Regions from separate parts of the Rattus norvegicus genome. Here region 2 is linked to region 1. The links are chromatin contacts, called in public Hi-C maps. All regions are on one chromosome and are shown on one strand. Each heading gives the region's core, a stretch centred on a gene start, on an enhancer-like site or on the middle of the called end of the contact. The rest is flanking DNA. Distances are from core to core; before and after follow the strand shown.

Region 1 (4,146 bases), core at 835-3,334:
TCCCAGACTCCATATGAAAAATTCAGCACGGTAGCAAAGCTCTTTGAGTTCTGGGAAGGTCAAGACAGTCAGGCAGATTCCTGAAGGCAGCCTGGAAACAAACCCTAGCTCCTAGTAAGAGACTCTGCCTCAAAACAAAATAAGAGTGGGGGTGGTGGTTCATACTGTAATGCCAGCACTTGGAAGAGACTGAGATAGGTCAACCACTTTTAGGTTTGAGGGCAGCCAGCACGGGCTACATAGCCTGTCTCACAAAAACAAGGCGAATGGCTTCCGAGAAATAACACCAAAATGATCTGCCATCCACATGCATGCGCATACATATTGCACACACACACACACACACACACACACACACACACACACACACACACACACCGAGGGGGAGCACAAGAACTCCTCTCTAATTTTAAAGCCCATCTGCATGAACAGTATGGTCTCTTTTGATAATCTATCTAACCTATGCAGTCTCTGACCTATAGGATTCCTTTGGCCAAACAGAGCCCCACGAGCCATATCCGAGGAGCAGTCGTCTTTTGTGACCTTCCCTTTGACAGTTGCCTTTTCATACACAAGGACCTGTGGGGCAAGGTGGCTGAGAGCTGTCCAAAAAAAGTTCTGTGGAGGAACCGAGACAGAAAATCCCTTTACAGAACTAACAGGGCGCACGCTTAGCTAGGCAAACTCTATGTGATCCTTTGATCGTTAAAATAACCAATGGCGAAACGTATAAAGCGCGGCCAACTCTATCTCCATCCACTTAAGATCACCAACGAAACAAAACAAACAACGAAATAAGTTCTTAAAATCTCTAGGGATTTTGCCTGTTAAAAAAAATTAACCCTAAACTCACTGGGCTTGACCACAGACAAGAAGGCATATGCCAGGCACATGGCTGACATGTGTAAATGTGCGTGCAGTTAGATCTTAAAATCCCAGCGGCCAGAGACGCCCTCTCCAGCCCTACCCCTGCCCGCCCTGATCGAAGCAAGCAAGCCTTTGATCACAGGCACCGCAGAAGCCAACCGGTGTATTAGTCACCATTTTCACTCTAATTGGAAAATATTTCCCTGCTCAAGTTCAATCAGTGTCTCAGCTAAAAAGGTAAAAGATACCCAAGAACCGAGAGCTAGAAAGAACCTCAGAGGCATCTGACTCAAAATGTTTATTTTAAAGATGAACGGATAAAGTCTCTTGTTCAAGACAATCTGACTTAGCCGGCAGGGAACAAGAGTGCAGATTTTTTTCCTGTCACTGTCCTCCCTTCTGGTTTCCGGTTTTTAGATGCAAGACCTTTCCAGAAAGCTCCCAAGCCCTCTCTTTAGCTTCAGGTCAGCCCTGCCTGAGGCAAAACTGTGGATGTCCAGAGAAAGTTCCAGAGCCCTGGGGGCTGGTGTTGCTGGGTTGTGGGAGGGCACACCTCAGGGGCTCTGTTTTCAGGGATGAGGTCCACGTGTCCCCACATTGCCTTTGCACATGCAAGCCTCTCGCTGCTGCAGTCCCTGCCACGAGACTGCAGAGCTGCAGGAGGATTCCAGAAGCCCTGGGGGGGATACATTCAAAGGGTACCTAGAAAAGCAGAGCCGAGGATGTCACCCCCACTGTAAGGAAAGGGAGCCCGCTGGGGTTGTTGGGTGGGCGCGGATGCAGGGACCTACCAGCCTCCTCCCATAGCCCATCATTAATCGGGGTGGGGCACGGGGAAACAATCCAGTTGCGCGGCACACAGAAGTCACACTGACACAGCCACACGAGGAAGAGAGAGGGCCTAGTTGCTCTGCAGCTTGAGTGGGAATGTGAGAAAAATCACGGGGATTTCACAGCGCAGGTGGAGTTCGGCACAAACACCCTAGAGTGTCTTGCTAATCATTAGAGATGGCACCTCTGCTCAAAGTCAAGAAGTGGGGTTTCAGGGGCGTTTCCTCCTCTTTGGAAAAGACACTGTACGGGTAAGACAAAATTGTTTCAGCTCAAGGCGTGCAACGAACCATTGCTGGCTTCCCAGGTGAGAGGTCGAGATGGGAATTCAGCCCATCCTCCCATCCCACCCTCGCTCCTCCCAAGATCCGCTCACACAAAGAGCTAGGTACCCTCTCTGTGTTACATCTTCTTTTCAACAGTGGCCATGCCCAGGACATGCGGTTTTCAGAGCTGCTGCTGGACGAGCAGAAACACTTTCTCTGTCCCTGTCATCTCACTGTGACTGGCTTTCGCATTCCCTGTTACCTGAATAGAGGTGGCAATTCCATATAGGCTGGCCCGAGAAGAAAGCCGTTCTCAGGCAGCTCCTATAAATTACCCCCTTCTCACTTTAATATCAACTATGATATGTATTAGAGTGCAGGCTTTGGGCTAGACTCAAGTTGGAAGGCTGTCAAATAAAACACAAAATAGAAAAATAAATCCGAAGTGAAATTTATGACATGATTTTTTAACTCCCATTACATTCCACTTAACAAATGCATATGTTTTACAATATCTTTAATAATAATTATTAAACATAGTAAAATACTTCCAAACTTGGCTCATTGCATAATTGTACTTCGAGTGAAAAAAAAAATTATCTGAGGCCTTGTCAGAGTGCCACTTCCTCCTCCCCCAGCTTTTAACAGAAGCAGCCTCCAGTGGGATAATCCAAGCTGTGTTCAAGGAGTTGGCAAGTATGTCCAATTAAATGTGGTTTTACTGTATTCTGGCGTTTGCATATCTAGTTTGCCAAGAAGTAATCTTTCAAAAAAAAGAAAGAAAGAAAGAAAGAAAGGAAAAGAAAAAAGAAAGAAAGAAAAGGAAAGAAAAAAAAGACAGAAAGAAAGGTAGGGGGGAAAACTCTGCACTGGCCTAGAATCAGACTGGATGGTATCACATAACTTTACCCCATGGCTAAGACAATCTCTTCTTTCCTTAAATAGCTATGGAACATGTATCATCTATCCGTCATATTCCTGTGCGAACCACAAACACCAACCTGTGAGGAGCATCTTACATTTATACATAAAAAAAAAAAAAAAAAACCACCGGAATTCATCTCAATGGGTCTGTTTATTTTAATTATTAAACTCCAAGGGGTTAGCGCTTAGCCACCTGAGCGTGCTGTATTTATTCAGGTGTACTCCAGTCGGATTATTTGAATGAGGCTGTAAATGATCCTATTGACTATTAAATACCCACTTGTCAAAGCGGGAGTCGTACACATTCGCAAATCTGGGTACCTGGACCTGGGAGGGGCACCTCTCTGCTTTGCAGCTGAAATGCTGGGAGCTCCTTTGCTGGTGTTTTCCACCGCCCAGGGGCCCTTCATGGAGGAGCTGACTCGAGCAGAGCAGTCCTTTCCAGCTAACCCAGGCTCTCCGCAAACGGCCAGCCGTATCCAAAGTCCAGATGGAAAGCTGTCAACAAAGAGACTCCTTCCGCTCTGCCTACTGCATGATTCATCCCTGGCAAGAAGACAGGCCCGGAGATGGCCCCACCACCTTGACTCCCATAGGTGAGCCAGGCAAGGAGCACAGGTGCCCACTCTCCAGGTCAGCCGGAAGGGATCGGGTCCGAAAAAAAACAAAACAAAACAAAAAAAAGGCCGCAAACCCCACAACCTGGCCTTTGTTACGAATCATGAGCTCATTAAAAACACATGCAGAAATGGTTAAACAAAACCCTCCAAAATCTTTCACAAAATCGCCAGTCTATTAGGGAGACAGAGCCCGCAGCAAACTCTCCCTCCAATGTGTGCAACCGAGCAGCTAATGCCCTTTGGACTCTCGTCTATGGTATCAGGCGGAGGGAGGGTTGGGTGTTGTTGGTTTTGTTTTTTTTTTTTCCTAGGGGGAGGGGTGCTTGTTTGGTTTTGGTTGTTTTTGTTATTGTTTTGTTTTTTTTTTTAACCAAATGATTAAATATACCAACAAAGAACTGTTTTTACCAAACATGCATTGTGATGCCCATTGCCATTTACAAAAAAAAAAAAAACAAAAAAAAAAACAAAAAAAAAACCGATGAAAACGGAGAGATTAAAAAGTAAGATTGTATCCTAATAACAAGAAGGAAAAGAAAAGAGAGATGAGGTGGCCGGACTGCTTTTGTGAGGTGGCATGGCATCAAAGAGGAAACTGAACAGACTGAATAGGAACTCTGAAGCCATCCAGGACTCGG
Region 2 (4,146 bases), core at 531-3,030, 110 kb before region 1:
AAATCAACTAAGGAAGTCAACTGTCTTGAGCTCTGATTGCCATATGCACACGAGTGCACATGCCCACACTGACAAGTACACACACACACACACACACACACACACACACACACACACACACATGCCCACACTGACAAGTACACACACACACACACACATGCCCACACTGACAAGTACACACACACACACACACACACACACACACACACACACACACTATGCATGCACACAGAAATTTTGAGTCTGTGGAATATATGGAGGTTTCGCCCTCCAGGCAAACATCCCTGGTGTGACTGGAGTAAAAGCTGAGCATGTTCAGGTATCCCACGCAGCTGTCCTTAAAAATATTGACAAAACTCAATTATCTCTTTTTGCTGTCTGAAAGTCTACTTTACTACTCAAGTGTGTTCCTGATGTTCTGAGGACCCAGTTTTCCCTGCAACTCCACATCTGTGTGTCACACCCTTGGAGGCTGGCTACCCCGGCCTCTCTGCTGACATCTTGTTCCTCCTTCCATCCACCCTGTGAAGCAGATGAGCTCATCCAGCTCGCACCCTGGCCTCTGGCTCCTGAACTCCTTTGTTCATGAGTACTTTCCCTGAACTGCGATGGCCAAATCCAAGATGTCATCATTCACAAGCATCTCCACTCAGACCATGCCTCGGCTTGTGTGCTTCCCATAAGAGGAAAGTCTCCAAGTTGAGGATCTTATTCATCATTGCCATTTCTTCATCCCACAGACTCTCCTTAAAACTGTCTAATCTAACTTCCATTTCCTTTACTGAACCAGCAGAGCTCTGTTCCCTGCTACCAGCACAAATGCCTGCATCAGCTCTCTGCCTTCTCCTCTCAGACATCTCAGCATTGCTGGGCACAGGCGAAGCTCCCTCTGGAATCCTCTATTCCTGGGGCTTTCAGGGTGCTGTACCGCCTGGCTCTTTTGCTGTGCTCCTCAACTGTGGACTCTGTCCTTCCCTTTCTGGCCACTTGCATTCCCCCAAGGCAGCTCGCACACATCTCCATAGATTCAGGACGAGCTAATCTTCCTGACTGTCATATCAGCTTATGCAGCGCTGACACTCCTCAAGCTCAAGTCAATACACAACTGCCTTCTCCTGACCCTCTCTCAGATGACTAGCAGGCTCCTTACAATTGGCTGTGTCTACACTGAACCTTGGGTGTTTTTTTTTTCCTTCCTCAATATAACTGAGCTTTCTCTCCTCCTCTTAGCAATTACCCACCCAACTGCTCAGACTAAGAGCCTTGGGTTCATTACTTACTCTTCTCCTTCCCTTGGACTCTACATCCAACCCATGAATATATCCTAGTGATTCTGCTAGTGATGCTGCTTTCAAACCACATCCCCACACTGACCTCAACCCAGTATCACCACCTCTATAGCCAGGGTATCAGGCCCCATCATCCAGTCCTTTGCTTCCTTCCTGCCCCCCTGCCTCTATCAACCTGCCTATTGCTCGGCTTGCACAGGGCAGATTTCCCTGAAGCATAAATCAGGTTATGCCTCCCATGCTCAGTGTTCTCCGTGCCTTTGAAGTAGGCTTCAAGTCATCCAAAATGGCTGCCCGGCTCTGCTCCTGTCATCCCCTTTTCGATGTTTCTCTGTATACTCCAGCTTTTCTGTCCTCAGCCACATTCATTCCCATCTTAAGACCATTGTACTTGCTACACAGATGGTCTGAAGCTTTCTTCCCTCGGGTCTGTGTGGGCCTCCTACTCTCCTTCAGGCCTCGGCACACACAGCTCCTCCTCGCAGACTCCCCTGCTCAAGCAGTGCCCTGTTTCCACCTCAGCCCACAGCCTCTCCCTCTGACAATGCTTATTTCATCTGTTAGGGTGCACAAAAAAGCTCAAAGCTGTCACATTGGTTTGTCTACTACATCTGCTCCTTATCTCTATCACACTATAAAATTGTTATAGCCCATGGATTCAAGATAAGATGGTATTTCTTTCCATCAGTCAAGGGACAATGTCAAAGATGAATGTGTCTCTTGTAATCATCACAAGTACTCACAGAAATGTATATACATATACATACATATATATGCACACATATGCACGTATGCATATATAAACACATACATATCTATATGTATGCCTATATATGTTCCAGAGTGCTACTCAAGGTGAAATATTAGGAGATCATTGACCTGTTAATGTACACACGACTTCTCTTCCTTGTAGTTCATGTTGATTAATTGTCCAAAACAGGTGTCTGGAGCAGAGTGGCGATTTCTTTGACTGGGTTTAGTGACTCTAAGGTTTCCCCAAGAATTGCTCATGTGCCAGCACTAGATCAAAGTACATGATGGGTCAGGGGAGAGCCCCATGAGACCCGTAAACTTGGCTGACTCCTATCCAAAGGGAAGCTTTTGTTTGGTTAACACTAGGGGTCATGGGTTGCCTTCACTGATTTGGAGGGTGCATCCAGGACTACCTGGGGTGTAGGCGTAAGATTTGAGGAAGCATTCTGATGATGGATCTCCTACAGGCACAGACTACAACTATCTGAAGTGCCGGGTGATGCTCCCCTGGACCCGTCCAGCATGGAGGCCATTTTAGGTAGTGCCAAGTGCTGTAAAGATGGTGTTGTGTGGTTAGAACCCTTCAGTGAAGCCTGAGAACACAGAGGCGGTCAAACTGGAGGAAGGTGGATAACTGCAAAGGCATCCCAAGAATCTCACTGCATTAGGAGTTCACATGGAGGAAATCCTATCCAAGGGGGGAAGTGAGTCAGAGTTTGCTTACAGCACTGCCAGAGGACAATGGACTTCAAAAGAGATTTGAGATTTTACACTCTTAAGTTTTAAACGTCCTACCAAGTATTTTCACATGCCACTGTTGAATCCTTCAAAAGGTGTCTCAGGAAGGGTCTTCAGATGAGGCCATCTATGACAGAGCAAGTTCAGAGCACAGTCAGTCAGGTCATAGCATTAAGAAGGCACCAAAAGGGTTTGCATTTCCCATGTTCCCATAGCCTTCTTGAGCAGTTGACAAACACTCAAGTACTTACCTTATCCCATCTTGTGAGAATGTGAAACCAGTACTGGGTATAGGCGGTGCATGGAGACAGGTGGTCTGCCTGTAGCTTATATGCTACTTAAAATTCCCCAAGCCACCTACAGTAAGTGCTTGAAATAAATGGTGGGAATTCATTAGAAGAATCTTGCAAGCATCCATGTAACCCTTAAAGGCCATCCAAAGACAGAGAGAGGTTTCCAGCCTGTTGTACCTAGTACCCCAAGGAGCAGTATGGGGAAGACACAGGAACTCACCCATTTGAGAATCAAGAAACCTGCCCATTCTCCCCCCTCTCTTGCCAGAATATTTCACCCGGCCAAATATCAGGCTCTCACCCAGAGGCTGGGCAAGAGAGCATGCTTTCATATTTAATAGGCAGCCAATAAAAATACCACCCTGAGCACTAGGAGGGTCTATTTCAAGGGTAACAGTTTGAGTATACCCGTAATTTTCCTGCTTCCTGGGGCCTCCTTGGGACTCATTCTACTGTTTGGTATAAAACTCTTCTTGGGACTCTTGGTGGCCTTGGAGGGGGGAAGGATTTTAATGCCACCACTCATCTCTGTACAAGGGAAATGGTAAATGAACTATAAAAGCAAACAAACTAACCTGTGCCCAGGCAAACGGTGGCCAGCATGTCATGCCACAGGCAATTGGAAGCAGCCATGAGCCCGCTCTCTGTCATTTCACAACTGCTGGGTCATTCCATGTCTCAGAGCTCCCTGGCTCCAGTGGCATCTGCTTGTCATATCCTTCCAAGGGCTGATGAAAACCTATTCATTACCCTGTTGGGTTGAGACTCGACATCTACGATCACCTGGAAGGATTCCTTCGGGTATGATTTACTCATATTGATCACCAACGTCTTCCTCATTCTCCATAGATCAGCCTTGTGGAATCTCTAGAGAGCCAGAGAAAGAAGAGAGGCAATCCCTGCTCTCCAGGGACTGGTGCGTAATGGGAAATGCAGTTTACAGGTCGTGAGGTATGGGAAGGGCCATGTTGGGATACTGGAGGGATATCCTATTCAATGTCAGAGGCCTCCTAAAGGAATGCTTTGGGAGGGGAAGAACTTTCACGTCTCCAGATTTCAAGGAGGAATAGAAG

Evidence for each region. Hi-C and Micro-C count contacts between places; a contact is called where the count stands out from the background.
Region 2: a Hi-C map of frontal cortex shows a contact between it and region 1, with 2.8 times the contacts expected there. The contact joins two enhancer-like sites. A contact is called at or near these places in 2 of 12 Hi-C or Micro-C datasets (frontal cortex and prefrontal cortex).

Annotation. Positions count from the first base shown.
Region 1 is chr13:91,987,974-91,992,119 of GRCr8, reverse strand. No RefSeq gene overlaps it. Among named protein-coding and RNA genes, the nearest start is that of Zbtb18, 16 kb to the right of the region's middle. Within about 2 kb of position 2,084, at least 10 of the 93 cell types and tissues checked have an H3K27ac peak or open chromatin away from gene starts, as enhancers often do.
Region 2 is chr13:92,094,820-92,098,965 of GRCr8, reverse strand. No RefSeq gene overlaps it. Among named protein-coding and RNA genes, the nearest start is that of Zbtb18, 120 kb to the right of the region's middle. Within about 2 kb of position 1,780, at least 15 of the 93 cell types and tissues checked have an H3K27ac peak or open chromatin away from gene starts, as enhancers often do.